Linked DNA regions of Rattus norvegicus: region 2 is linked to region 1. Evidence: chromatin contacts called from public Hi-C data. All regions are on one chromosome and are shown on one strand. Each heading gives the region's core, a stretch centred on a gene start, on an enhancer-like site or on the middle of the called end of the contact. The rest is flanking DNA. Distances are from core to core; before and after follow the strand shown.

Region 1 (6,220 bases), core at 2,231-4,730:
GTTGGGCCAGGTATCATGTATGTACTTCAAAGCTTTTGAGTGCCTCGATTCTCATCAATTTCAGATTCTTGTTAAAACAAAATGAAGCCTTCTTTAAAGGTCCTGGTTACTTTGAAATAAACTGGCATGGACTTTGCCACAACTCTAAGAAAATAGGTCATTTGGCAGTCTAAGAGGCAGATAAAATTAGGGGATATGTGCCAGCTCTTGGCATAGTAGTTCCCACTCTGCTTTTCCTTGTAAAGGCTTAGCTTTCTTTGATTTAAAACAAAATTCCTGAACTTCAGATAATTTCGATGCTCAAGGACAGTATACTGTGATGCTTAAAAACTATTTTTGATTTTTGAAAATCACAATGGCCTTCAGTTAACAACTGCAGAATTTTAAACACTCGTCACTGCAGGGCTAAGTACTGAGAGGCACAAGGAAAGGCAATGAATTAGTAAACATTTGGAGGTGTTTTGGAATTTCATCTGCTTCTCTTGCATTCTCAAGTTACATGAAGAATTGATATGATTGTATATTTCCTATGCTAACAAATGCTAAAAATTATCAAAAAGAACGAGTGTCATTTTGAATACGGAAGCACGATAAATAGCCATCGTGATTAGTAACACGTTAGTAAGAGGCATTACAACTGGGAGGTGATGTTAATGAGGGATTACTATGTACCAGTTATTAAATGCTTCATACATATTAATTTAGTCACACAACAGTCCTTTAAATAATCATGAAATTTATATTAATACTTATATTACAATATATTTCTCTCTTTCCAACAAAGAAACAGAGGAAATGAGAGTTTAGGTAATTTGGTCACAGTCACAATTATATGTTATAACTGGGCCTCTAACTTAGGCAGGAGGACCTGGGTCTATGAAAGGCTCTGGCAGATGATTTTCTGTCTTAATGTTACCTTGGAGAAAGAATTATGTGGCATTTTTCTCTTCATAATTTCTCCCTCAAGGCTGCCAAGAACAGTTGAAGAGGCGCAAACATTTCAGTTGCTTATTCATTACAGAGATCCTTAATTATGACTTAAAAGCAAATTTCCTCCAGGAAGTCAGGTTTTACATCTTCAGAATATATCTTTTGATTACATATGCTAAAATTGTATTAGAATAGTAATTAGGTCAGCTTGTAGTGAAACCGTTCTATCTTTCTTTCCATCATTTTAATGAAAATACAATCTTTGAGCAATACACAAGTTTGGGGTGGTTTTAGTTATTCTTGAGATTTTCAAATGGTATTTCCATGAGGTCGTAGGCTAGGGCAGGAGTTGGAGACAGAAGGTATATGTGGGACATGAGGGAATAAATCTTGAGAGAAACCAAGTAGAGACATTTCTAAAAATTTTAACTCCATGTCAAAGGAAGAAATTCTATCTTTCTGCTTTTATTAGTTTGAAATAAAGGTTCCACTGCTTGAAAGAGCTCGTTTGTCCCAAGTTAGTAATTTTGTATGAAAGGATCAGACAGGACTGGAAAGTGGTTTTTTGCATGTTTGTATGTTTTAGGGATGACAGATTGGTCTCCTTCCTTGTTGGAAATTCTTGTGGGTCATAGGCTTCTAGAACTAGAAACTAAGTCTACTCTAGAGCAGAGGGAGGCTGTGCTAAGGGAGTCATGTGTGGCCTGCAGGGCTCATCTGTGGAGGAGAGATCAATTCGCTGTTAAGACACTAGGCTGTGGTGTCGTGACCCTCAGGCTCACTACATCCATCCTTCACTCTTCTACAGACTTTCCAAGCTCTGTCCTATGTTTGGGTGTGGGTCTCTGCATCTCTCCCAGGCATAGCAGTGTCAGAGGCTGGTTTTCTCCAATGGGATGTGTCTCAAGTTGGGGCAGTCATTGGCTGTCCATTCCCTCAATCTCTCCTCCATCTTTATCCCTGTGCATCTTGTAGGCAGGACAGATTTTGGGCGTGGCTACAGGAGTTGGCCACTTCAGTCTCCATATCCCCAACTGCTAGGAGTCTCAGCTAGGGTCAACCCTAGAGAATTCTGGGAGCCTCCCCAATTCCATGTCTCCTCCTAGTCCCAGAGATGCCCTCCCACAGATTTTTGTTCTCTTTCCCACACCCCTGCTCACACCTGATCCCATTCCCATTCTCTTCCTCACCCCCTCTACCACCCAGTTCCCCCCTCTCCATCCACCTCCGATGTCTATTTTATTTCCCCTTCTGCATCTATGCAAGCATCTTCCCTTGGGCCCTTCTTACTACTTAGTTTCTCTTGGGTCTGTAGATTGTATCATGGTTTCTTTTATGGCTAATATCCACTTATAATTGAGTACATTCCATGTGTATCTTTCTGGGTTTGGGTCACCTCACTCAGGATGATATCTTCTAGTTCCATCTATTTGCCTATAAGTTTCATGATGTCTGTTTTTAATAGCTGAATAGTATTCCATTGTGTAGATGCACGTTTTCTTTATCCATTGTTCAGTTGAGGGACATTTAGGTTGGTTCCAGTTTCTGGCTATTACTACAAAAATACCTACACAGTAAATTAACCTGGGCCCATGAGAGCTCGCAGAGACTGAACCACCAACCAAAGAGCATGCAGGGGCTCCACTTAGGCCTCCTACGCATTTGTAGCAGATTGTGCAGCTTGGTCTTCATGAGCATGCCCTAACGACTAGAATAATGGAATTTGTGAGAGTGTGACAAGGAGGCTGCAATTGGAATGTAAAGTGAAAAAAATGAGCAAATAAATGAAAAATCATTTTTACTAACTTCAAAATAATAAAATAAGGAGAGTAGACTGGTAATTCTATGTAGAGGTCAAGGTTCTTTAGAATAAGCCATATAAGTCTGGATTCAGGCAGCAATTGGGGTTGCTGTAGTTTTGCTCTGTTCTTAGAAGTAACCCCAGAAACTTGTATTAAGATTCTGAATAGGTTTGGTTCCTTACCCTGGTAGATCCCTGTTCAAGAACAAATTAACTTGAGTAGTGGGAAAAAAAATGAGCTCTGAAACACGTATAAATTACTACTATAATTTAGTTAGGGTCTAGATGTATATATAGTTCAGTGGCAGAATGTTTCTCTCTATGTTCATGGCTTGAATTGCATCCCAGCATTGCAAACCAAAAGCCCATGAGGGGTGTTTACAATGAAAGGGAACACACATTGTATTCAGTGCTGAAGTGAATATGTATTGGAGACCTGAGCAGAGGGAGCAGTAAATATGTTGGGGAGTGGGGCCATGAGGTCTGAGCACTGACCAAAGTCATGTTAAGGATTCCTTTGACCCGTTTGTCGTCTGAGGGTAGGAACAGATGTGAGATCTCTTGGGACCTGGCTTCCATGAGAAGTCTAGGAGTGGCAGCATGGGTATCAGCTGCATGTTTTTCAGATCTGGCAGGCTCTGTCTGGTTCACTCAGTGAGCAGAGGCGATTCATTTTCACATTAGGCTTTGGGAATCTTTGCTATAATTTGAATTTTCCCTTTTGTCATCCCAGAAAGAGTCCACTAGATGTCACTCTTGTAACCTGGTAATGGGGATTCTAATTTTCAGCTGGGCCTTGCAAGAATTTCTGACCAAGATCTTATTATTAGATGATTTCCATCCCACCCCCAGGGCTACTGATATACACACTGATTATTTAAGGTAAAATTACCTTTCTTCTTTGGTTCAAAGTATTCACAGGGATTCCTGGAAACGATTTTCATTTTGTTGAATTAGCACTGCTGTTCACTGCCTCCCACCCCCCTTTTTGCAGGAGTTAGTCTGTCATTATATAATGTTAACATGGGGTATGCTGCCAATTCTTTGACTAGCTCACTGAGAGAGTACCACTCTGGGCTGCACACACTAACACACAAGCTAGATCTCTGTGGAAATTATTGAGAGCAGAAAGGAATGAAGGCTGGATTGTGGAATTAGCTTCAACCTGGGATGTGTTTGCTGGAGGAAGTGCCAGCTTTTCTGCGATCTTGGAGTGTCTCTAGGGTAGTTTTATAAAGAAGACTAAGTAGGCCTACAGAAAGAAGTCTAACTGTAATCTTGTAGGGAGTTAGCTTCAGCCATGGAATGAATGTAAGCACATTTGCAGGTACAGTAACATCCTGAGGGAGATTATATACTTTGAGAGATGTATCAGGTGCTTATGAAAGGACCTGTTAACAGCTGGTTAGGTCTGCATGTTAGAAAAGACAGTTGGACAGATTAAAGACCATGCTTTGGAAAAGCCCAGCCTGAGAAAGTTAGTTTCTTGAAATAAATCAATTACTTGCACAGTTCTTCCTCTTAGTCTGATGTGGGTTTTCATCTGTTGCAACAAATGTAGCAGAAAATGGAGTAAAGTAACAGGTGTGTGTATATCTGACTGTGTTTCCTGAGCATGTGTATTTGTTCTTCTGGAGGGAGGGGCACCCGATTTGTAACATGCATTGCTAAATGAATGAAAATGTTTATTCTAATTAATTTCAACAAAGAAAAAATACCAACATAACAGTAGAATAACTTTAGCTTAAATGCGATTGCCTTTTGTTGGAAAGGCAGTTGGGATGTTTTCTTCAAAGTTAGAGTCCTTACCAGGTTGTTTATTAGGACTTGGTCTTGATTGCTGGGAAAAGAATTAATTTTACATTATTTTGCCGAAAATACATATTTATATTTTCAAAGCAGTACTTTTCTCCACATCCTTCCCTTTTAATTGTCATTCCTGAGGCACAGAGCTGCCAGGAACAGCATCATACATTGACATGCTGTTTGGCTTGCAGCAAGGTCTTGGGAATTACGTCCTTGAAACACTGCTTGATTTTGCAGATCTGCATTCATCTAAATAGCTGAAAATATGTCCTGACTCAAGGGTTGTAGCGATGAATTGGCGTATCAGTGTGTTGAATGTCTGTGGCATAGTGTCTGGTGGGTATTGTGTGCTTAGTATAAATATTATGTACAAATGTACTTAACAGTAGCTGTTAAGGCCATTTCTGTACCCACTCCAGCCATAGACCTATGCTTACTTGCATTTTTCAGCTATTACAACAGCCCAACAAGTGTGACAGAAGCCCCTGTCCTAATAGTGTACCTTTACCGAAAGAGCTCCAAATTATGCAAAAGTCTTCCTTTTTCCTCAGTCTGGGAAATGTATCCAAGAGGAGAAAGGGTGTCAGTACGAACAGAGTAGCCAAATTGAAGAGTGGCAGGGAGCTAATCAATCCTAGAACAAAATCAGGGAGAGAATTTCTCCTTAAAACCTACATTGAAATCCTAGTGAAAATTCACTTCTGTGTTTAAAATGGTGATCCATCTCAGTATAACAGCACAGCACAGCATAGCATAGGCTAGTTTATAGGATTGTCAGTAGTATATCAAGGCTAACCCATGTTCTGAATAACTATTTTTAAAGTTGGCTTTAAGGAGAAATACAATGTGAAATGCAAATTGGAAATCCTGCTTGAATTTTTGCACAATAAATTCCTGATTGCCCATTCTTTATTGTTTTTTAATATGTTGGGATATGCCCAAATCCTTGTAAGTTGGACTTCAGGAAGGACTTCAGGCTTTTAGTAGTAATTACTCATACCTTGACATCATTGGAATATTACTTGGGTAGCAGCTTTCCACTCTTAGAAAAGCTGTCTGAAATACAGCCTAAAAACCTTTTTGGGTTTCTATCATGAACAGCACTGTGCATTTCCTGGACAATATCTTCTGATTATTCATGATGGAGACTGAAACCAGCATCAGCTGTGTTCATGTGCTGTTTCAGATAGACGAGGGTACAGAGGGTTTAAAACACGAGCACTATGAACTAGAAAAATAAACTCGTTTTTGCTCTTGCTAGAGTTTTGAACAACACATTGTATTTCTTCTTGTTTTTAAAATGTGGTTAATATTAATGTGTACATTTGGCAATTGGTTAAAATGCAACTCATAAAATCTTAAAAGAGGGGAAAGTCACTCTCCTCCCCGCAATATGTCATTATTGTTTCCATTGTAGGAATCAAATTAGTTAAGTTCAGTCCTAGTTCAAAGAAATGGGGGGAGGATTAGGGAACAAAACTTATAATGGTGTTACTGTGTAGATTGCGAAAGAATCTGAGGTTTGTTCAGCAAATATAATGGTGCATTGAGGTGTAGTGTTAATGTGGGGGGGGCGGAAAATGAGTTCACTGTTTAGTGAGTCTGTTAAGTGGCAGCTTAGAGTTAACCTAAAAATTGGGAGAAAGTTGATAAGTGCAGAGGAAGCATGGGACTCAGTTTGAT
Region 2 (6,220 bases), core at 2,775-5,274, 690 kb after region 1:
TTTTACCTTTAACTCTGGTGAGTCATCAAGTGATGGATCTGATAAAATGTCACAGTTCAAAATGCTTTCATAGAAGAAAGAACCTGTTCCATTTACTGAATGGTCAGCAGAAGGCAGACACGAGGAGATCTCTATGGTCACTTGGACCCGTAGAAGAGAGTGTCAAATTAAGCTCTCCATGAAGCACTGGCTCAGTATTTATGAAATGTACTTCATTCAGTATTACTGTGCTGAAAACTGAAGAGAGAGTACAAATGGCTTTAATGGGATAGAAATCTGTGGATATGTGAAGAGACAGACAATGGAAAAAGAAGTATTATTGGGGTGAGTCAGGGAAAGAATGAGAAAACTCTACGTAGAAAAATGAGGAATAGAAATGTCTACGTGCAGGCTACTATAACAGTACTATAAGCCTATGCATCATGGAAAGTCATCTCCCATGGGTTTAAAGTGAGAATATTGCACAATGTACTGGCAGTATAACTAGATTCTGGTAATGGCCTTGTATACTGCCTACCTCTGTCTATCTATCATGAAGAGGTAAGTAAGTTCTGTAGAGATAATTTTGTAAGGGCGCTGTCCTGTCCATGAAAATCCTACTCTAATATCCTGTCTCCTAATGATGGCACATTAGTTGTTAACATCTTCTTTGAAACATGCTTGGGGGACACTGACATTCATCTGTGACAGCTAAGGCCTTGAGAAAGGAATAACTGAAGACTGCATACTTGTCTGCTGGTGGTAGCAGTGTCTGGAAAGGGCAAGTCCAGTTCTTGCAAAAGAAGATGACCTGAAATCTGGATGCGTACTAGAAATGTTATCTTTTGATGGCTGTGGACTTTGTGTCTTGTCAACAAGGCCAGGTGGCAGGAAAGTGGCAGGACTTTGGTTACAGTGGCAAGAGATGGAAAATCACTTGGGTAATTACTTGTCCTCTCAGTAGTGGGGTGAGGACGTTCTGAGCTTGGAGTAGGAGAGATGGGAAGCTGAAAAAGCATGGTTTAGAGGAGCCAATAATTAGACCTGGGGAAAATAGACATAGAGACGCCTGGTGCAAGTCAGTATCTGTCTGAGAGTCGTTGACTTGACATTAATGGGGACCATTCAGAAGAGTTTTTTCCAGCAGTGTTTAATGACTCGAGGGAGAAAATTTTATAAGTATTATTATTTATTGCTTATGACTTCTTTACTTTATGGACAGGCTATCATACAGATGAGGAAACTGAAGCTTCGAGAGGGAAAGCAATTTCTTTAAACTTATACAGTTTGAAATACCTGGGGCCCTTGACAGACGTCAGGAATTAGAACTAACAACTATTTTTTCATCCCTGTATGTCAGCACTCAGATAAATGAGTCTGTGTCATGTAAAACATACAGCACTGTGTTCTGCCCATGGAAGGCATTCAGTGAATGTTAGCTACGAAACAGCGTTTAAAGAATGCTATCAACCACATTTTCTATGAAGCTTAAACGAGTTAGAAAGTGTGAAATTCTGACCCTATTACCTGGAACGTAATGAATGTTGGTGCAGTTCTATTAACCCCCATCTGTACCGAGCTACATTTTTAAACCTGTAAGGAGAACTGTGTTGCTACTGATGGCCACTAGGTGGAGCCACCCAAGAGCAAGTCGGTTCATTTACCTTCAGATTGGAGCGCAGATACAGGTGGGCTTGAAGAAGCAGGATGTTGGCAACCAAGAAAGAGAGAGGAGAGAGAGAGAGGAGAGAGAGAGAGAGAGAGAGAGAGAGAGAGAGAGAGAGAGAGAGAGACAGAGAGAGAGAGAGAGAGAGAGAGAGAGAGAGAGAGAGAGAGAGAGAAAAGAAAAGAAAGGAGTTGTTATAAATACATAAACAGATGGCTAGGGAAAGAAATAGGGTTGCACTTAAAGCATATATTTGAGTAAGCAACTAAAACAAAGAGCATTTATATCCAAGGAGACTGTTAATTTGATAGGCAAGCCACAAGGGCCAATGCAAATTTCCTCTGCTGGAAAGCTAGAGGAATTAGAAATCATGCCTATGTTCTCTCAAAACCATGCTATACTCCAAAGCTACTAAATCCATGGATCAGACAAACATTTGAACTCTGGTGTGTGTGTGTGTGTGTGTGTGTGTGTGTGTGTGTGTGTGTGTGTGTGTTTGTGTTGTACACCCTTTCCTTGCCTCCAAAACAGGTAATGGATATGCTGAGCTGTAACTGAGTATGGTTCGTATCCCTTCCCTACACCCAGTCCTGCCTAACTTATAATTTGATAGCTATCTTGTTAGCTGCCAAGTCTGTCCAAGATCAACACACAAAACCACCCACTGTTCCCAGGAATGCTGCCTCATAAGGAGACAAGCCCAGGTATCACTTCGTTGCAACCCCCTCACTCCAGGTGGCTCTCTGAGAGAAGCAGAACTGCTGGCTTTTCTTATGGTCCTTTTCCTCTGAGAAGTGATGTAATGCAATTGAAATTTTTGCCTGTTTATTGTCCTATCGCCCATAGCCCTATGACTCTATAGTATCCTGAGAAAGAATTAGATTAGATTAAAAATAAAAGCCAAGTCTTATCATTAGCGTGTCCTTTGGGTCCATTTTTCATGTTTGACTCACCCATACTTGGGTATCTTTAGTCTTTCTCTGCCTTCCTGTATCTCCCCACTAAAGCCATATGTATCTGCTTGTAGCCAGTGCAACTGAGCTCCCCAAACACAGATTCCCATGAAAACTGAACAAAAGAGGAGGGGAGAGGCAGAGCATGTTAAATGTCTCATTAGGCCTTCTGTCTGATTCTCATTAGATTCGCTGACTGCTTCTCATTAGGCCCATTGCCTCGACTTCTTTCAGGCCCTGAATATGTAGGCCAGTGCTTATTGTCATGGTTGGTCGAGAAGATCTATTTCATTTCTTCATAAATTGAATGTGGCTTCTGAAAGGTCCCAGGCAGTTTCTTTTGGCAATGTTGAGGCAGGCTTATTGTTATTTGTTATTTTTCGAGTAATCCTAGACAGGGTGGGCAGAAGAAATAACTTAAAAGACCCAGCAGAAAACTTCAAACACTGCTTCAGAATTAGGGCACTGGGGAATCATTGTCACAGCCAAAAGGCCAGCCTCCTATGTGGACATTTGCAACAGGACATCATGAACAAAGTCACCAATACCACAGTGTTCAGAAAGTACACAACATGGGAAGAAGGAAAACATATGGAAAGAGGAGGGCCAGGACATTGCTAAGTTGCAAATCCCATTCTCCTGACCATTTCAGAGCATGCACAGTGTTGAAAAAAAGAAGCAAATAATAGCATTAATAAAGTGCTGTGTTATTTAATATGCCATAAAATAATTTATATATGCATTAGCATATTGTAAAGACATCACTTACATATCAGTATTCATCACAGAAGAACACGTGGATGCTGGAGAAATCTCCCCTGGGATAGCAGGTGGTTAACAGAACTTAGAATTGATGACATGCTGATAATGATATAGTGGACGTCACTTTGGAGTCTCATGGGAGAGACATGTGTCCAGTAATGCAGAAAAGAGTAAAGAGCCTTTCCCAGGAGTGTAAAAGAAATCAGCTGTTATGTGTTTTCTCTACTTTTGATTTCCTTCTTAATGCTGGCCTCCTACTTTGGGTGAACACGGTCTGTACCCAACCTTCACTCTGACAGCCATTTGATGCCCCAAATCAGAGATTGTTTTCTCTCAAGCTGTCTTCCCCCAGACCTGGAAGGCTGAAGGTAGAACTTTAATAACCCTTGGAAAGCAGGTGTTTTTCTTTCAACTAAGTGTCTGACGTGTGTTTAATATGGCTCTACACAAGAAAGTCAAACCGCTCAAAAGAATATCTTTGTAAAAATAGACATCAACACAAGGTTTGAACTTTTTTCTCTTCCATCCCTCCACCCAGAGGCAAGAGAAAAGATGTCTCCATATATGGCCTTCTCCTCTATCAGGAAGCAGGGCAAGTCCTCCCCAAGGAGGAAGGACCATGACTCACTAACAAGGCCAGGGTGGGGTCCCTGTCAGACACATTCCAGCTGCTGCATAAGCTGGAAAGGCATGGTCACTTCTTTGTGGCTTTTGTTCAAGTATGCAGTGTCCTACTCAGAAGATGGCACTGGAGTCATGTGTGTTGTGTGCCTTTGGAAGAATGTTTTTCCTAGCATACAACTATACGAACTCAGTCATGTCTTTCTGTGTGCTGCCTTTGTGCTGGGCTTGATATTCAGCCTTTAAAGGGACAGCATGGACAGGAGAGACTAGCACCTATTGTTAGGAAAGGGCATGGTTGTTCCAAAGATGTTTGTATAGACCCACCCCTACCCACCATACTGACTTCTAAGAAAGCTCCAGCATAATTTTTTTTGGAGGACTAGACCTTTGAACATGCCAGGATATTTGTACAGTAGATTGCAATGTTCATTCACAATATTCACAGACAAAACCTGTTTGCCTTTCAAGCGGTTCCATGAATGTACTATGTTTGTTAAGTGCTGGTAAGAGGACAGGCCTTTGTGCATTCATGTTTGAAAGAAGTGTGCTCATTGGTGCCTCTGAGCCATGGCTGTGAGGATGAAATAAAAATTTGGCTCCAAAGCCTTTAGCAGAAAACCCAGCTCAGAGGCAGACTAGAACAATAGGCTGAAAATGATCTTGGGCTTTCAAGTACTTTATCCTATCCAAACTTTCAGGGTAAGAACCTGATCTCCCAGAAAGTATTTCCTTTATTGCCAACCATAGAGAATCACTGAGAAACTAATTAAAGAATTAGAATCTCATTCCCTCTTCAGTTAGCTGACCCTCGGCCAGAGGCTAGATTCCAAACAAAGACAGTCTGAGCCAACAAGATATAGAATGAGACTCATCAGCGTACACAGGCTGTATGCTCTTGGTCTCCTCTTTCAAAGAGTTACCTAAGTGCAAACTACCTTTTTTTTGTACAATGGAGAACCATCAGAAATAATCGAGTTGGAAGTTCCGGAAAGTCACTCATTTATTGGACTCGACTTTCTACCCTTCCCTCGAATTCCAGGAGCCAGGTCAAGACAGTGAGTTCTCATGGAAAATTAAGTACATTCGCAAAGGTGCTTAGAGAAATATGCTTGTTTCAGGTTTCAGACTCTCAAGAGGATAGTAGTCATTGATTTCTAGCCTTAAAGCAATGATAAAGACTTCCAGATATGAATGGGCTTCTATGGAACCCAGCCAGTCTGCCTGAAAGACTCCCGCTATAAAATATTTGGTTTCTTCTGGACACCCACCCTCTTCTCCCTGTACTTCTCCCTCACTTTTTGAGGTCGCCTCACTTGGCAGCCACCCTGATGATAACACAGAATGGCATTTATTGGCTGGATAGTTTTCTTATTTAAGACTAACTACTTTAAGACTGTGAAATGATTTCTGAAAGTTACATGATTATCTGCTGAAGCAAATGCCTTTGTGACAGCATATATATTTGTTGGTCAGTTATGTAGTAGTCATAGACCTAGAGAAGAAGGGCCCTCTGGGATCCCTGGAAAGTACATTTTACTAATATCAAAAGGTATTAGGCTGACAGATGCAAATTTAATTTTAAACATAATTTAGAAGAAACAAATATTAGTTTAGCTTAAAACACAGTTATTTCTGATTGAAATGAAGGTTGGCTTGAAAACTATCACAGAATAATGAGTGGTTCTCATTGCTCAGACAACATATTGTCCCGACTTATTGTTACAAGTCTGATAAATCTGAGTGATACTGGCTGATTCATTTAGATTGCTATCGCTGAACAGGGTTTTCCAAAGGTATTTTGCACTTCTGAAATATCTTAATCTAGAAGAAAGTTCTATACAAGAGTGACCATGTCTAAATGAAAGTTGATACAGGTTTAGATTCAGATTGGGAGCCATCAAGTTCCTCTCTCTGACGGAGAGTATGGATCTCGCTGGCAGAATGTATAGGCTCTCACCTCAGAAGCGAGATGCAGTGCTTTGGCAAATTCTCTAATTTTCCTATTTGAGACTTATTGTCTAACGCCAGATAGATTCTCTTGCAAAAGACCAAACATTAGACTTTGAACTTCTGATGAAAGATTTAATGTGCAGCGATCAATGAGCGAAACCATTATGCAACACTAGAAATATGCAAAAAGTTAAGATGGAAAGGGGAAAATTAATATTCTTGAATTATTTGAACATGACAACATGGAATTTGCTTTAAGTAAAAACTTGTATGACAATGGAATCTT

Evidence for each region. Hi-C and Micro-C count contacts between places; a contact is called where the count stands out from the background.
Region 2: a Hi-C map of the Rat2 cell line shows a contact between it and region 1, with 7 times the contacts expected there. The contact joins two enhancer-like sites. A contact is called at or near these places in 3 of 12 Hi-C or Micro-C datasets (the A7r5 cell line, the Rat2 cell line and frontal cortex).

Annotation. Positions count from the first base shown.
Region 1 is chr17:52,335,866-52,342,085 of GRCr8, forward strand. All of the region lies in intron 9 of Sugct (succinylCoA:glutarate-CoA transferase), which reads left to right. Among named protein-coding and RNA genes, the nearest start is that of Sugct, 270 kb to the left of the region's middle. Within about 2 kb of position 3,481, at least 4 of the 93 cell types and tissues checked have an H3K27ac peak or open chromatin away from gene starts, as enhancers often do.
Region 2 is chr17:53,022,522-53,028,741 of GRCr8, forward strand. No RefSeq gene overlaps it. Among named protein-coding and RNA genes, the nearest start is that of Inhba, 780 kb to the right of the region's middle. Within about 2 kb of position 4,025, at least 10 of the 93 cell types and tissues checked have an H3K27ac peak or open chromatin away from gene starts, as enhancers often do.